2 separate regions of the Danio rerio genome follow, and region 1 is linked to region 2. A link is a contact called in public Hi-C data. All regions are on one chromosome and are shown on one strand. Each heading gives the region's core, a stretch centred on a gene start, on an enhancer-like site or on the middle of the called end of the contact. The rest is flanking DNA. Distances are from core to core; before and after follow the strand shown. Region 1 holds the start of leo1 (LEO1 homolog, Paf1/RNA polymerase II complex component). Region 2 holds the start of mapk6 (mitogen-activated protein kinase 6).

Evidence for each region. Hi-C and Micro-C count contacts between places; a contact is called where the count stands out from the background.
Region 1: a Hi-C map of hematopoietic stem cells shows a contact between it and region 2, with 2.0 times the contacts expected there. The contact joins the promoter of leo1 here to the promoter of mapk6 in region 2. A contact is called at or near these places in 1 of 18 Hi-C or Micro-C datasets (hematopoietic stem cells) and 2 of 4 datasets of contacts at active chromatin or transcription factors (caudal fin and embryo).

The regions. Positions count from the first base shown.
Region 1 is chr18:42,260,960-42,265,015 of GRCz12tu, reverse strand. It overlaps leo1 (LEO1 homolog, Paf1/RNA polymerase II complex component), which reads left to right and starts at 2,394. Exons shown (of 11, transcript NM_207067.1): 1 at 2,394-2,453. The coding sequence starts at 2,396.
Region 2 is chr18:42,126,523-42,131,030 of GRCz12tu, reverse strand. mapk6 (mitogen-activated protein kinase 6) reads left to right here and starts at 3,010. Exons shown (of 5, transcript NM_001045552.1): 1 at 3,010-3,564. The coding sequence starts at 3,010.

The DNA.
Region 1 (4,056 bases), core at 1,145-3,644, 130 kb before region 2:
TTACGTCCATGGCCATTTGGCGGTTTTGTCTGTAGGAGTCATTCATGCATTAATTTTCCTTTGGCTTAGCCCTGTATTCATCAGGGCCGCCACAGCGGAATGAACCGCCAACTTATACAGCATATGTTTTAACTGTCCTTCCAGCTGCAACCCAGCTGTCACATAACCAGCAATCTGTTCCTGAAAGATCGCTGGCATACTACACATGTCATTCATGAACTACATATCCCAGCATGCCTTTGCACAAACCAGTCACCATTAATCACACACAGCTGAATATCGTCATCATCAATTGTTTGGACTATTTATACACATTGCACACACCAGTCTATGCGGAATCTTTGTTTGTCAGTACCTGTATGGTTTCAGTGAGTGTCGTCATGTTTAGTTTTTCTAGTTATGTTTTGATGATTGTTTTGTAACTTTTTGTACTTTGATCATTGCTTTGTTTTTGCATTTTTGATGCCCTTCATGATACCTGAGTTCTTGTTTTTTGACCCAATTTGTTTTTGCCTGCACGAATAATCTTTTTCATTAAAAATTGCATTTGGATCCAACCTCTTGTCTTCGCTCCCTTGACATCCGGTGACACCCAGCACTGGGAAACTTCCATACACACTCATTTAAACACATACACTACAACCAATTTAGTTTATTTAATTCACCTATAGCGCATGTCTTTGGACTGTGGTGGAAACCAGAGCACCCAGAGGAGAACATGCAAACTCCACACAGAAATGCCAACTGACCCAGCCAAGACTCGAATCAGCAACCTTCAACAGTAGTAATTAGTCTGTCATGTGATCAGGAGTGGTGTACAAGCAAAGGAAATATACTGTTAAACTTTGCTTAGATAATCTCTTTCCTCTTTTTACCATAGAGTATTAAGTAGACAAAACACAACTTCAAATAATTATACTGATCATGGATGAACAACTGTCAATCATCAAAATTGGCCCAAACCTGCCAGTTTTTAACAGGAAGTACTTGTTCCTCCGCAAAGAGAACCCATGCCCATTTTATTCTCACAGGGAACATCAATGGCTGCTGGTTTATCTCTAAGAGAACTGCTTATCACCTCAACATTGAAGAGGAAGTGTCAAAGTGGTGGATGTTGTTTCAGTGAGTCTTGTCTAAAAAGCAAGTGATGTGTTTTTCTTTCTAGAAAGAAAACTCAACTTCCACAAGTTTTCCCCTATGCCTATAGTTTCACTTGTTTGGCTTTCTATAATGCAGAAGCCTTAAAAGCTTCAGCTGCACACCAGCAGCCAAAGAAGACAAGGGGAGGTGTGGCTGTTCTTCTGTCACTTCTGACAGAAGGAGAATCATGTCTTCTCCAAAATCCTCCCAGGGAGTACCTGTGACCACCTGTTCTCAACCAAAACCTGAGCTTTCATGCCCACAGGAAATATTGTACCTGTACCCACTGAATTCACACAGGGATCACTTGTGCCTGCCAATCCCTCTCAAGGAAAACCTGCGCCCATCTGTTCCCCCTACGAGCTGAAACCTCAAGTCCTTCAACTGTACAAAAATTGAAACAGCCAAAATACTTTCAGGATTACATTATTAAACCTGTAAGTTACCACAAATCCAGAGACTTGGACTAATCAATTAAATACAGCTCTAAGATTTATACTTTGTAGGCCGCACGGTGGCGCAGTGGGTAGCGCCTAACAGCAAGAAGGTCTCTGGATCGAGCTTTGCCTGGGTCAGTTGGCGTTTCTGTGTGGAGTTTGCATGTTCTCCGTGTTCGCGTGGGTTTCCTCTAGGTGCTCCGGTTTTCCTTACAGTCCAAAGACATGGGGTATAGGTGAATTAAATAAGCTAAACTGTCCTTAGTGTATGTGTGTGTGAATGAGTGTGTATGGATGTTTCCCAGAGATGGGTTGTCGCTGGAAGGTTCATTCCGCTGTGGCAACCCCAGATTAATAAAGGGACTAAGCCGAAAAGAATATGATTGAATGAATGATAATGATATGTGCCTTTCTTGTTGCATATAATGCTTTTTCAGTATTGCCCAGCAGAAATATTTGTTTTGGAAAAGACAAAATAAGTAGGCTACAGTTTAACCTCAGTCATCCAATACAAACGGTGTACAGTACACCTCCTGGATACAGTATACTTTGCTTTTCCTTCTTGGGGATCAGTAAATTATTGTCAGTTTTTGTAATATACCTTTGTCTTTCAGTCTTTAGTCTCTCTGTCATCAGTGTAAAAATGGATCTCAAAATCATGAGTCACATTTAAGGGTCTATTTTAAAAAAAAATATATATATTTCAAGGGCTTTTACTTTATAAATTTTTGTATATAAAAAAACTACAATGGCTTTTATTTTGTAAAGTTTTAAAAGCCTTCACCCGGATGTTTATCATATTTTTACAGCCGGTGAAAATGGCGGATATGGACGAACTGTTCGGGAGCGATGGCGATAGCGACAATGAGCAACGAGGTACATTCATATAACACTTGGCATTAGAAAAGCTTTACTTTTGTGTGTTTTTAGTATGTTTCTATGAATAGGTTGTTCGTTTTGCGTTTAATCGTGAACGTTAGATGTAACTGTCGGCCTTTAGCAATGCCATCACATCTGGTAAATACGTTAGTTCTTAACGTTACCAGATTAACGTTGGTATGGAAAGTTATCACTCCAGATAATCAGTATTTGTTACTGTAACGTACAGCAGTAGCAATAATTATTACAGTGTCTATTATAAAATTGCTACGTTGTAGTCTAGATACGTTCGTGTAATTATTATTTTTTATTTAATGTAACGTCATAGATCTAATGTTACCTTGCGTTGTAACGTTATTGTATTATTAATATCACGTTTTAACAAACATTAACAACATTTATTGTTAAAACTGATATTTGATAAACATATGGTTTCTTATTTAAAGACATACAGTTCTACCAATGGCAGAAAATATATAAATAAGTAATCAAATAAATCATTAACTATCAGTGATTTAACTCACACATATGTAACATAATCTATTCTTACTATTATAATGTAGATACTTTTTTAATATATATATATATATATATATATATATATATATATATATATATATATATATATATATATATATATAAAATTATTATTTATTTTAGTTTTATTTATTTATTTATTACTGTTTGTGACAAATATGAAGTAAAAACAAATAAGGTATTTATTGTTTCCTGTTCTAATTTCAAATGTCATTTTAGTGAGTTGTTTTTTTTTTTAAGAGATTGTGGTGCGGTAGTTGTAGCTAAATCATATTCACAGGAATGAAAATGAACTGATTCAGATCAGTGTTTGAAGTGTCGGACTGTTAAGATTAATTTAAAATTAAGTGGTCTGCTGATGTGAATCAGCATCTCCAAGTCCGAGGCCATGGTGCTCCACCAACATAAGGTGGTTTGCCATCTCCAGGTTGAAGGAAAGTCGTTACCCCAGGTGGAGGAGTTCACGAGTGAGGGAAGGATGGAGTGTGAGATGGACAGGCGGATTGGTGCAGCGGCAGCAGTAATGCTTTCGATCTACCAGTCTGTTGTGGTGAAGAAGGAGCTGAGCCAAAAGGCAAACCTTTCAATTTACCAGTCAATCTACGTTCCTACTCTCACCTATAGTCATGAGCTTTGGGTCATGACCGAAAGGACAAGATTTCGGATATAAGCAGCTGAAATGAGTTTACTTCGCAGGGTGGCAGGCAGGGCACACCCTTATAGACTAGGTGAGGAGCTCTGTCATCCGGGAGGAGCTTGGAGCTCCTCTACATCGAGAAAAGTCAGCTGAGGTGGCTTGGGGATTTGTTCCAGATGCCTCTAGGACGCCAACCTAGGGAGGTGTTCCAGGCATCTCTCGCCGGCAGGATGCATCGAGGAAGACCCAGGACATGCTAGAAGGGACTATGTCTTATGCCGGAGGTGTTGGAGGAAGTGTCTGGGGAAAGGGAAGTCTGGTGTTCTCTCCTAAGACTGCTGCCCCCGAGACCCGGCCCCGGATAAGCGAATGAAAATAATAATGATGATGATGATGATAATGATGGTCTACTGATTATTTGCCGGC
Region 2 (4,508 bases), core at 1,761-4,260:
TATTATTGATTTCAGAATTTATTGTACAATAATTAAAAATATTATGGCTTCTGGCAACTGTATATATTTTGTGAATACAATTTTAATTAAAATAAATTTTAAGTAATTTCAATTTAATTATTCTAGTTGAGATCAAGTTTGAATAACTACAAACTTTTCTGATTATTTAATAATTGCAGAATTTATTGTGCAGTAATTTGAAATATTCTGGATCCTGAACACTCAAAAAATATTTTGAATGCTTATTCTAGCCACTTATTTAAAATGAACTGAACCAACTCAATTATTTAGGTTTTTTTTATCGATTTGAGTGGGGTGACATGGAAGGATTGTGTGGAACCCAGCATTATTTACAGTGTATGCTTTGGTTAGTATAAAGATTGATTTAATTAGTTTAAATTAGTTTAAATAACTGCTAATTTTACTAAATTATGTTTTAATTACTGAATTATTTATTCATTAATTTCCTTCGGCTTAGTCCCTGATTATTACAGTGAAATGAACCGCCATTACAGAATTTGTTGTGCAATAATTTCAAATATTCTGTCACATCAACATATCTTTAGTGGTTATTACATTTAATTTAAATGTAATGATTTCGAATAAATTATTAGTATAATTGATTTAATTATTAAATAAAATGTATGACTTTAATATCAATGAATGTGAATGCGGCGCGATTTACATAGCAATAAAAGAAGCGGGATGAGTGCAAGAGCGCTATGAAGTGCCCATGCGCTTCATAGAGCGGGGGATTCACAGATGGAAATAGAAGCACGCATTAATGCGCATGCGTCGCAACGCTTATTCACACTGATCTTCAACATAAGAGCTTCACTCACACACACAGCAGTCTGTAAGGAGAGCGCGCAGGTAGCGCACACAAACCTAGCCCGGAACGGTTAGGAATAAAATATACATGACACCAGCGAGAAGAGTGAGTACATGGCTTGTTTCTTTGCTTTGTATGTAAGCGTGTCTAAAGCGTAAATATGGTCGTTTTGCTGGGTTAAAGGGTTTATTTTAACGGCAAATGGGCGGCTTGATGAAATCTAGCCTCGGCACAATAACCTTCTTTGTTCAGGTAACGCGTCGAAGCGCCGTAAATGCATAAAGAAATGACTGTTAAATCGTTATAATACATTGTTTACTGATATACGAGACATTATAATACTTAAGAAGATTATTTAACTCCTAATAGCTTGTTTAATAATCCTTTGTAAGGCGAATTGGTGTATATGTGAATTCTCCCGCTGTCTTAGAAACAATGTTTGATTTATGCTTACGAACGTTTTGTAGAGTTTGTATATTCGCGGATACTCATATTTTTACTGGGTAATTAATTCAGTTTAGTTGTTTTTGAATTGTGCCAATGTTTCGTCTCTGAGCCGGTTTGGTTTTAGCTTTAGCATGTAGCCGGTAGTAAAATGGAGGACCGAAAATGGCCAATAAACCATATAAACAAGCCGATCAACTGTAAACTTTAACAGAGCAGCAACAAAAGCGAACCGCGTGTGTACAACAACGCCAAGTTATTGTTTGCGTCATTATTGCATTTTTTTCAAAGTTTTTAAGCAAGCCGCTTTAATACCTAATGAATTATTTATATATTTGTTCAGAAATAATCGTAGTAACGTTATATTTACTTTTTGTGTTTGAGATGAGTTGGTAAACCTTGTCAATAAAAGCATTTAAACATGTTTTACTGGTCAATCCATATAACGTTAAGCAACATGATGGGTTTATGTTTATTAATTAAAACGCTTTCACTTTCTCATAGTGTAAACAGGATTAATATGTGTTGATTTAATGTCACTAACGTTACTGGACTGGTTTAAGGTTTGTTGGCTCCCTCTTTTAGTTAACAAAATGGTCGGCCGGTTAGCCATCATTTCCCTCACACACTGCTGCAACGTGGCTGAATCACCAACCTTTGTTTCCACAGACCGGCCGGGTCCCGTGTTAATCCATTACATGTGTGTTATGATCACTGTGGTGCTTTTTACAGTCATGAGGTGGAGAAACGGGAACCCATGACATCAGAAAGTGTAGTGGCGACATGAGCACACACAAACACACACAGGAAACATTGCTCAAGAGGGATGCCATAACCTTGTATGATTTTTTTTTCTTTTAAATCAGTTTCATTCAAAAAGATCAGAACTGAATAAGTGTTGCATTTCATTAAACACTCATGGTCCTTAAAATTAGTATTTTCAGCTTAGATTGTTGCCCTCTATTCAGTGTCCTTTTGAGCTTAAAACAGATCAAATCCATTCTCTTTTATTTGTGTCGTTCAGAATGCACATTTATTGCTTTAGATTTAGATTTGCTATTTTGGCCTATATTACACTCCTAATCTGTTTTGTTTTTGTGCCGTTTTGCAGGGTATCCCGGTGTAAAATGGAGGATAGTTTTGATTGCGACTGCGGTGAGCTGGAGCCGCCTGATCATTGAGAAGGAAGTGTCTTGTTGAGAACATCAAACATTTCAATTTCCCATCATCAGGCATTTTAAAAAGGAACAAGGAAAAACATTACATTTGTCACCAGTTACTAGGACCGTTAATAATAATAATAATGCTGCTGCTCAGGGCCAGTCGTACACTGAAAATTTCTGCACTGTGACAATGGTTTTATTTGTAGAGACTTCAGTTATTTCAGTTTCGTTCAGAGAGATTTGATTGGCCTCCAAATTCATTCCGTTACGCCCTATTAAACATTGAAACAAATCAAATTTCCATTTTAAGTTAAGTTCCCATTAGTCTTGAAAAAGCTGCTGGAAGTGTTGTGGATGATGACCACATATCCTGGCAACATATCCTTATCAGTTCCTATCTCTCAGTATACGCTGTAACAGTAGGTCAGGGGAAAACACTCAAGTCTTACTAGGCTTGAGTGTAGTTTGAGTCAACTTTTTCTAGAAACTCCAAATTGGCTGCATATCAGTTAAAATCAGAAACACTTCCTGCTATAATATCTGCACAGAGCTGCTCTTCTAGATCACAGAATGGCAGAGAAATTTGAAAGCCTTATGAACATTCATGGCTTCGATCTGGGGCCTCGCTACATGGACCTGAAGCCACTTGGCTACGGGGGCAACGGCTTGGTGTTTTCCGCTGTTGATACCGATTGTGACAAGAGGGTTGCTGTTAAAAAGATTGTCTTGACTGACCCACAGAGTGTCAAACATGCGCTGCGTGAAATCAAAATCATCCGCAGGCTTGATCATGACAACATCGTGAAGGTGTTCGAAACTCTGGGGCCCAGTGGCCGGAGGCTCACGGAGGACGTGAGCTCTCTGACAGAGGTCAATTCAGTGTACATCGTCCAGGAGTACATGGAAACTGACCTCTGTAAAGTACTGGAACAGGGCTTGTTGTCTGAGGATCACGCACGGCTGTTCATGTACCAACTGCTCCGGGGACTCAAATACATCCACTCTGCAAACGTGCTTCATCGTGACCTGAAGCCTGCCAACCTCTTTGTCAACACTGAGGACTTGGTTCTAAAAATTGGAGACTTTGGACTCGCCCGGATCATGGACCCCCACTATTCCCATAAGGTATTTATTCTTTTGCTTTCACTTGCTAAGATTTTGCACCTTCAATGTTCTGTTTCATCGTACTGACAACCATCCAGATGGCGTCTTGTTTGGCTGAGACATGAATGAGATTTCATTTCATTCACTGATTCCTTGTATCGCAGGAAGTAAACAGTCCTTGAATTGGCACCTCCGACTTCCTGTTTGTGACGCCCTTTCCTGTATGTTAGCTTTCTGTGTGGTTGCTGTACATCCGGTTGTGTTTTAAAAGGAAGCTGATGGAAAAATATTATGACAAAATTGCACAGCTGTCCCTTTATTGACCTTCTTCTTTTACATGAGAGCGGGTGCAGCCATTAGAACCTCATTGGCTAAAGACTTCCGATCTCATTCGCGTCCATTGATTTTTAGCCATAAAAATTGCTGTTTGATGTTGCAAACTGGTATTTTTTCTTAATATATTTTTTTTTATTTATAATCATAATAAGCACGCTGGGATTTTCAGCAAGTTGTACGACCGGTTTCTGTCCTTTGTCATTCCTAGTCGTTTCCTCCATTGGCAAATTAACCAGAAGTCCTAAAACAATCACAGAAAAGAACGTACTTCCGCAATGCAGGATAAAGTGAATTGAGCCAGAGTGGAATATTTTGGAACATAGGTTGTTTTGACGTGACGTTATTGATAACGCGCAAAATTCAGAAGGAGTGCATGAAGTGATACTTTTACGTAATCGCTATCAGAACATCAAATTATTTGTTTTATGTTCCTTATAATAGTTTAAATCAGCCAAAATAAGAAATGGCGAACAGCTTTTATAGACTGCCAAAAGTTTTAACTCATAAAGCGGAGAAAGTAAACAAACTGGTTAAAAAAACAGAAGAAAATGCGGCATGTTATAAACATTTTTTTAATACATCCATGTGTACAGACTTTTTTTTTTAAGCACGATAATTCATTTGACAGC